2 separate regions of the Bos taurus genome follow, and region 1 is linked to region 2. Evidence: chromatin contacts called from public Hi-C data. All regions are on one chromosome and are shown on one strand. The core of a region is the stretch at or near the end of the contact, and the rest is flanking DNA. Distances in the headings are between cores, read along the strand shown. Region 1 overlaps KCNK17 (potassium two pore domain channel subfamily K member 17). Region 2 overlaps KCNK5 (potassium two pore domain channel subfamily K member 5).

The links. Hi-C and Micro-C count contacts between places; a contact is called where the count stands out from the background.
Region 1: a contact with region 2 is called in a Hi-C map of liver, with 1.8 times the contacts expected there. The contact joins two enhancer-like sites.

The regions. Positions count from the first base shown.
Region 1 is chr23:13,162,909-13,167,247 of ARS-UCD2.0, reverse strand. It overlaps KCNK17 (potassium two pore domain channel subfamily K member 17), which reads left to right. Exons shown (of 5, transcript NM_174558.2): 5 at 1-696. The coding sequence ends at 271. Among named protein-coding and RNA genes, the nearest start is that of KCNK17, 14 kb to the left of the region's middle. Within about 2 kb of position 1,902, at least 78 of the 102 cell types and tissues checked have an H3K27ac peak or open chromatin away from gene starts, as enhancers often do. A contact at or near this core is called in liver, where this site is marked.
Region 2 is chr23:13,067,515-13,071,636 of ARS-UCD2.0, reverse strand. It overlaps KCNK5 (potassium two pore domain channel subfamily K member 5), which reads left to right. Exons shown (of 5, transcript NM_001191144.1): 2 at 3,996-4,107. Among named protein-coding and RNA genes, the nearest start is that of MIR2377, 18 kb to the left of the region's middle. Within about 2 kb of position 1,281, at least 5 of the 102 cell types and tissues checked have an H3K27ac peak or open chromatin away from gene starts, as enhancers often do. A contact at or near this core is called in liver, where this site is marked.

The sequences.
Region 1 (4,339 bases), core at 653-3,152, 95 kb before region 2:
GCTGTGGTACCAGAACACAGTGTCTCTGTGGATCCTCTTTGGGATGGCGTGGCTGGCATTGATCATCAAACTGATCCTCTCCTTACTGGAGGCTCCACGAGAATCATACTCCTGCTATCCTCAGAGTTCCAAGGGGAACTTCAAGCCCCGAAGCTGGAGTCAGGGCCTGGATGAGGAGGCAGGACCCCACTCCCCACAGCCAAGCTGCTCTCCAGAGGGGCAGCACCCAGAACCTTCTACTCAAGTCTCATGCTGCGGAAAGGACAGCTAACTATATTCCAGCATTTGTTCCACTTTCTTCTTCAGCAAGAAGATTATTGATTTTAAGCTCAGCATAAGACCACCCAGACTAGAGTTTACAGTTTTTGGTCTTCCCTTGAAGCTAGGTGCAGCTATATGATTAAATTTTATCCAGTGGGATATACAGAGAAGTAATCTGTGTGACTTACAGATGTGACTTACAGTGTGTGGAGGGTACTCCTCTTTACCACTCCCTTCTAGCTGGCTGCAATGGTGGCTGGAGCTCTGGCAGCCATGTTGCACCATGAGTTGGAGGCCATGTTTGAGAATGGTGACACAATGAAATAGAAGGAGCCTGGACTCTTGACGTTTGCAGAGCCACCATAACAAACCTGGACTGGATTCCACCAGACTTCATTTATATAAGAGAGAAATAAAAATTAAGCTTATTTAAAACACTATGAATTGAGTTTTTCTGTCACTCATAACCAAATCTAATGCTAACTCCAGGTGACACGTGTACCCAGAGGCAAAGGCAGCTTCTGAGACTGGAGCATATTAGAGAAATCACTCCCTCCCCAGGTGGATTTGCCCCAGACAGGAGGAGGGAATGGACTGAGGGCTGCAGTGCAGGTCCCCACAGCCCCAGAGACCTTCCAGGTAAATTCATTACAGATTTGCTGATACCTCTCAGGGCTCCTATAGGCAGCAGGCAACTGGTCCCAGTTTGGCTCCTAATTCTTACTCAATCACTCACTATACCACAGAAAAGCCTAGAACAGGCCAGTGGGCTCCTCTTGACTCAGCCTGCCCCACTGCATTTGAAGGCTCCAACCACTGTTTGTAAAGCCAGGTAGAGTTTGCAGAGGTCATTTCTGTTTGCAAAGCACATCACCCTAAGCATTTCTATCTCTTACTCAGGGTTGCTATTAAGGCAGCACAGAGCTGTGTGGTCCCCACTACACCCAGGAACCCAAGCCCAGCCAGGAGCCCCTGGCAGTACCAACCAGCACCTACAGGTCACCTGGGGCAGCTGGGTCCTTGGTCTCAGCGGGCACCTGCAAGTCTGCTCCCCTCCACCATCCTATAGATAGCATCTCAAGGACCTGGGGTTGCTCCATGTAGCTCCTCCCTGTGGGCAAACCCCTTAGCCTCAGAGCCCTGGTGGAACTGGGTCAGGGGCAGTCTCTTGGCAGAGTAAGAAGGAAGGGTTGTTACACCATCCAGCTTGCCCCATCTGGCCTGGGCCAAAGTGGACCAAGGCCAGACTCAGGAGCAAACACCAGCGAGTAAACCTCAGGGTCCATGCCCACTTCTTAAGGCCCACGGGCTGGGCAGAGGAAAGTCGAAGTACAAAAGAGTTTGCTGCAGTTCTGGAAATAATATTACTTGTACTTAGCACACCCCAGAAGGAGGGCCTAGCAATTCAGAACTAGGAAAGAGGAACCCGGAGTGCTAGATTGGCCTCTGTGGTTCCAATTCTGTCTTGCCTTGAACCTCTTTCTTCACATGCCTCTCTAGACAATCCTATTTCCACTCAGCCCATCACCGCGTGCCTATCCCTGCTAAGAATGTCTGCCGCACAGGCAACTGACAACCTGTGATGTTGGGGGCGGGGCCGGAGAAAGCTTCTGATTGGCCAGTTCCCTACAGACGTCTGCCCCACAGCCAATAAGAAGAGACACTGGGACTCTCAGTACAAATCGGGAAGTGGGGACCGGTAGAGGAGAGAGAACACAGGTGAACAGCGAGGGTTGTAGAGTGGCGAGACAAATAATAAGAAACAGAAAGAGGTCGGGATCTGGGAAAGGGACGAGAACAGAAAAGCCGACCTCAGGACTGAAATCATAGAGCAAAATGGGCAGTGAGGTCTTTCCCACATAGTCAAGAGGGAGGGGAAGTGGAACCATGATACTGTGATAGTCGCAGCCAGAGAGCGATCCACAGTGTGCAGGCAAGGAACCAAGTCCTTCATTCACTCACACAACTTCGGCCACCAAATCCTGGAGGAGGAGGGGGAATGGGGCCCTCAAAACTGTATACTGTAGTGGTGCCTGGCTCGCCCTGGACCAGCTCCGTGATCCCCGACAAATCACTCGAAGCTTCTTTGCAGCAGTTTTCTCCTCCGTGAGACGGAGATAAGAGCAGAGCTGATCTCCCGGAATTAAATGAGTGACTGTGCAAAGTACCAGAAGAGTGTGCGTCAGCCCAGAGGAAGCGTAATGTGGACGTCAGCTGCTGGCAGTCCACAGCAGGCCCGGGGGCTGAGGCAGGAGGCGGACACTGCCGGCCGGCAGCCACGTGGCAGGCAGCAGCCTTTGCTGATCCCTCTGGGGCTGGGGCGGGGTTGAGGGTTGGGTTGCGGGGAGTGGGTGGCTGGCCAGGGGGACTGGGCTGAGCAAGTGGTGATGCAGGACTAAGCCCTGCCCTTGGAGGCTCCCAGGCTGATGCCGTGGTGCTGCTGGCCAGGAGGGGTCTGGACTCTCATGAGTCACAGGGGAACCTCCTAGCAGAGACCAGGAAGGGCAGACCGAGTAGGCAAATGCAAGCCTGGGGATCCTGATGCGGAGGGGCAGACAGAATCCTCACCCCAGGCAGCTGCTGTTTCCCCTTTCCCTCATGGATGGGCGGCCCAGTTCTGTGGCTCCAGCACAGCCCGGGCAAGATCAGACTCAATGTCAAACAGCCGTCACCTTTAAAACAGTGGCATCTTTTATGATCATCGCCGCCGTCATCATTATCATGTCTGACATTTATTGGGTGCTTACTACGCATCAGACACTGTTCTAAGCTCTTGGTCATTTTCTTCTCCCATCAACTCTGTGAGAAAGGAGCTATTTATTTAATGCTATTTTAAAATGAGGGAAATGAGATTCTTCATGGATGTTAAGATGGGAGGTAGCCACTGATCCCCGTCAGTGGGTCATCTTAATGATCGCTGCCAGTTCTCTGGAGGAGGCAGGAAGATTCCTTTTTTTTAAGTCCTGTGAGATCTTAACCAGCCACTCCTCTTTCTGTGCCTCAGTTTCCTCACCTCTAAAAGAAGAGGCTGGCTTCATGGAGTCTGAGTCTTACTACTTCTACAATCTCAGTCTGGACTGTTCTAATTAACCACGTCTCAGGGAGGGCAGTTCCTGGCCCCACTTGTCTCTTGGGGCTGTCTTAAGAGTTTGGATCCAACGGATCTCTCTCTGTCTTTTTCTTTCTCTCTGTCTCCCTCTCTCTCTCATATACACACACATAATACAAGTTTCCCAGGTCCCTGCCCGCTCCCTTGTGGCCTGTCTGATGCTGAAGGCCCAGCTTGGGGAGGGATGTCCATTAATTTTAGGAGCCAAGCCAGAGAAGGACTTGACTCAGTAGGAGCTGGAAGAATCCTCAGCCTGGGGCAAGAGTGATGCTGAAATTTCCCTGTTCCCCATTCCTCTCAGCCCTTATCTCACCAGGTCCCCACCCCTGGGCTCCAGGCCTAGAGAGCACTGCCCTGAAGTCGACCCCACGGACCACCTCCTTCACCCTCCCCAGACAACCCACACTGCTGGCCCCAGGACCTCCCAGCTCACAAATCCACTCACTCACAGATCCACTCACCCATCGACCCACAGGGCTGGTCCCTGGCCTCTTGCCCCAGTCCATCCCACCCGCCATGTACACACAGTGGTGACTGGGCCTCTGACTCTCTCTGACCCTCCTTCCCCCTCCCCCCAAATACAGTGCAGGACTTCCTTATCTCATGTTTCTCCTCTGCCCTTTGCTGGGGGAAATCATCTCAGTTGAAATTGTTCCTTGGCACCAAGGAGACAGCCACCCTTCCCTCCCCCCAGACCTTCTCATCTCATCCCTAGGGTCTTTGCCCAAGATTACTAGCCCCAACCTTCAGACAGAAAATCTCTCCCAAGCCCTCCGGGACCCATTGCAGCTCACAACCTGCAGATAGGAACAACAGCTGGAGCTAGACATGGCGCCGGGGATGGTCCCCACAGCTTACCAGCATATTGTCCAGAAGTATAAAAGAAAAATTGGCTGGCTCTTCTCCAGCCACTGACCCAGTCCCTTGCTCCCTGCCTACTCTGGGGATAGAATCCTGTTTGACCTTTGC
Region 2 (4,122 bases), core at 32-2,531:
CTGAGCCTCGCTTTCCTCACCTGTCAGGTGATGCCTGGCAGATTCGGGGACGAGCCAGTCAGGGAATATGTATAAAAGCCCCAGCAAGAGGCATCTGACACACAGCAGCACTGAAATCCCGCTCTCTCCCCCAGCATGGGGATGGAGCCAAGCTGATCCCCAGGCCAGCTGCTTGGAAACCCTGGGCAGAGAAGCTTGGGGCGTCCAGGAGCAGAGAGAACAGGGAAGAGAGGGAGGTGAGGAGCCCAGCTGACTTGCAAGAGAAAGCCTAGAACCTGGCCCAGTTCTGCCAGTTAAGCGCTCAGCCTCTGTCTCCTGACCTGATCTGTGGGCGTAACTGCCGCCACTGGACTGTTGTAAGGGTGAGTGGCGCTTCTGGCCCTGGGGGCTTAGGGCTCTTTGGAATGCCCCCATTTGTCCGCCCCTCTCTGGGTGACCGTGGAAAGATAATGGGGGTGAAGGGGACAGTGCACAGGGCTGTGACTCCCTGATAACCCAGGACGGAGGCCCCAAAGGACACACCATCGGTGGGGTGAAGGGCAAGAAGCCAGCGTTTCTGCTGCAAAGCTCCCAACAATAACGCCGTCTTCGGTTACCCTGTTTTGCCAGCTCTTACGTGTGATGTCTGCTTGCTATTGTTGTTTGGTCGCTCGGTCGTGTCCAGCTCTTTTGCAACTCCATGGACTATAGCCCACCAGGCTCCTCTGTCCATGGGATTTCCCAGACAAGAATACTGGAGTGGGTTGCCATTTCCTTCTCCAGGGGAATCTTCCCGACCCAGGGATCGAATCTGTGTCTCCTGCAGGTGAATTCTTTACCACTGAGTCACCAGCACTTAACTAAATGGTTCCGGAGTCACATGTGGGCATGGCGGGTGGGGCTGTCCTGAGCATCCCAGGCTGTCTTACCTCTCTGGTCCCTGCCCACTTCATGCCAGCAGCATGGGACGGACAGGGATACTGTCCTCTCTTGAAGCTCTCCCCCTGGTGCCCAAACAGTGAGTGCCCAGCACATAGGAGGCTCCCACTCAGGCAGCACTGGCAAACATTCCCAGAGGGTGCTGCCTCCCCACCTGAGAACCCCTGTTGCAGTCACACCTTCAGTATCCCTGAAGTGTACTGGTCTTCCTGGGCCTAAGCTTCCCATGATCAGAAATGGATGCCTAACCAAGGGCAGTCCATTCTGGTGGAACTCATTATCCGACACATTCACAGCTGTCCCCTCCAGGACCTTGGCCCCTAGGTTAGCATGTCATGAAGTCTAACAGCCAAGAGTGGAGCAGAGTGCAGAGGAACTGACCTGCAGAGGACAGTGGGCTGGTTGCCTCCCAGCCCTGAAGAGATAAGGTGTTAACACTGCCCGAGATTGTATTTACCTCTCTTTGTTTTGGCAACCACCCTAATGTTTGTTGGTTTGGGGTCAGCTAAAACCCAAGGCCTTTTCCCTTTGACCCTTTGGGTCAGTCTCTTCTAACCCAAAGTATAAGACATGAAAAATTTAAAAGACAGCCGTATCTTGTTAGTTTGGCCCCCCCCCCCTTTTTTTTTTAAAGCTAGATCTCAACTCAAAAAAAATTGATTATTTATTTATTTTGGCTCTGCTGGACCTTCTATCTCTGTGCGGCCTTGTCTCGAGTTCCGGTGAGCAAGGGCGACTCTCTAGATGCGGTGCACGGGCTTCTCCTTGCAGTAACTTCTCTCGTTGAGGAGCGTGAGCTCTAGAGCTCTTGGGCTTCAGTAGCTGGGGCACGTGGGCTCAGTAGTTGGGGGTCCCGGGCTCTCGATCACAGGCTCAGTAGTTGTGGTACAAGGGCTTCATTGATCCGTGACACGTGGGATCATCCCAGACCAGGGACTGAACCCGTGTCTCCTGCGTAGGTAGGCGGATTCTTCACCACTGAGCCAGCGGAGGAGCCCTGGGCCCATTTTTCCAGTCCAGATGGTGCCATTGCAGTGTCAGCTGTCTTCCCACCCCAGCCTTGTTTCCAGGTTCGCATCTTTTGTAGATTAAACTGGTCAGCCATCTATGTCTTTGCTGTGCTATGGATTAAAAGATTCAAGGGGCCTGGCCTTTGGCATGATGATGGAGACCTCGATCCAGACTGATAATCATCAGTACTTCTTGGGGTTGTTTATCTGCCTTTATGTGGACCCGGATTAATCCCAGTCCCTCCCTGCAATTTCTCTGTCTTCTCCACACGAATATCTTTGCACCCATCTGTTCAGCTGCCTGGCTGCTATCTGGATTGACTGCATTCCACCGAACTTCAAGGCTTTGCAGTCTCTTTGGAGTGGGAGATGCACTTAGCTGAGCATGACTTGCTCTGGTGAACCTGTGCTAGCAGCTTCCAGTGCCCACTGCTTCCTCTTTGAATCCGCCAAGTGCTCTGCTGTCTCCAGAGAGGAGTCAGCGAGAGTTCAGTTTGGAGTTTCTAGAGTCCACCCTTTCCTTTTGTGTGAGAAGGAGGTGGGGAGGCAACTTCTGACATCTCTCCTGTTCCTCCGAGACTCCACGGGGTTGACCAGGGGTGGGGTTCCAATGCTGTGATTTCCCGGTCAGTGTCGGCCATCTCGGGCTGTGTTTCCTGAGGACGGTGCTGCTCTCCTCACCCCCCACCCCCATAAGATGGGTATCTCAGATAGCAAAGACTGCAGCCAAAGGCGGCTGAGTGATCCTGCTTTTCCTTGCCATCTGTTTACACCCCGGGCCCTGGGACATTTCATTCTCCTGCTTAGAACATAGATGCCATGGCTTAGGAAACCTTTTGAGTTGACCTACAACCGGATGGACCAGTTGGCCTCTTTCCTATCTGAACGTCCTGGCGTAAAGCACCCAGCCAGCTCCGCGGCACCCTGTTTCTACTTTGCAGAGAAATGAGCAGGAAATAGCAGGGTGGGTGGGGAGGGGGTAGGCAAGGCAGTGAGCCGTGTGGTTTGACAGCCTGTCAGATGAGAGTGTCATCATGGAAAATTCTTGACAAAGTCTGCAGATCCACTTACACTGGCTTCTGCCGCTGCAAACGGCACACTCCTTCAGGACAACCCACCCTTCCCTCTCTTCTCATGCCATGGGTAGAACTCCAGTTTTTCTGTCTCCTTCCTACTCCCATGCTTGTCTCTGTCTTTCCTCGGTCCTAGGCTTGATTTCTAGGGGGAATTTGTCACGTTCCTGGTTTCTGGGCTGGATGGTCCATCCCGGGCCTCTCCCTGGGGGCAGGGCCAGGACCCCAGATCTTGGCACTTTCTTGGAGCCGCCTCATGAGGTCCCGGCCCCCACTGATGGTGGGTGGAGTGAATGGAGGCAACCCTCAAGGATGGGGTGGAGGCCAGGTGGACAGGTTTGGCAGCTGTCTGTGTTCCTGGAATAGATAATAAAGGCCTCTCCCTGGGCCTCCCAGTGGACCTCCCCAGGCGACTTCTCACCTGCTCTCCAAAGTGGCCAGGAGCTTCTTGGGAACTCATATGATGATTTTGAGTCAGCCTGAAAAGTACACACCACCTTGATGACCAGGCCAGCTGGTGGGTCCACCCCCGGAAGATGGGTCCGCAAGCTTCTGAGCTGACCTTAGCCAGTGCCCTGACAATAGGGGGCGGGGTGTGAAGGGCCAATCCCAAAGTCGAGCACTTCTCTGGAGGTCCTTCTGTCTTTTCTATATCATGTCTGCCTTCTTTCAGAGGCATAAAGTCTGGCGCGGTTCTCAAAGTGTGGTCCTGGGGCCATAACGTCAGCATCACCTGGAAACTTGTTAGAAAGGCACGTTCTCTTGACATCTTCCAGATCTACTGAATTCAGTTTACCGGGATTCATAGTCTTCCCAGCTGTGTGTCCTTGGGCAAATCACTTGACCTCTCTGATCCTGTATAAAATATTTCATCTCCTATAAATTGAAGACAATAATTGCCACTTTCTTATTGTGATGATTTAATAAGAATACTTATAAGGAGGTTCATAAAGTGTGACCTCCTCTCTGATCTTCACTGTATATCTCCTTTTAGATAGTATCTGATGCTGCAGGACAGGGCGTGGCCATCACAGGGAACCAGACCTTCAACAACTGGAACTGGCCCAACGCAATGATTTTTGCAGCCACAGTCATCACCACCATCGGTAAGCCTTCTGAGA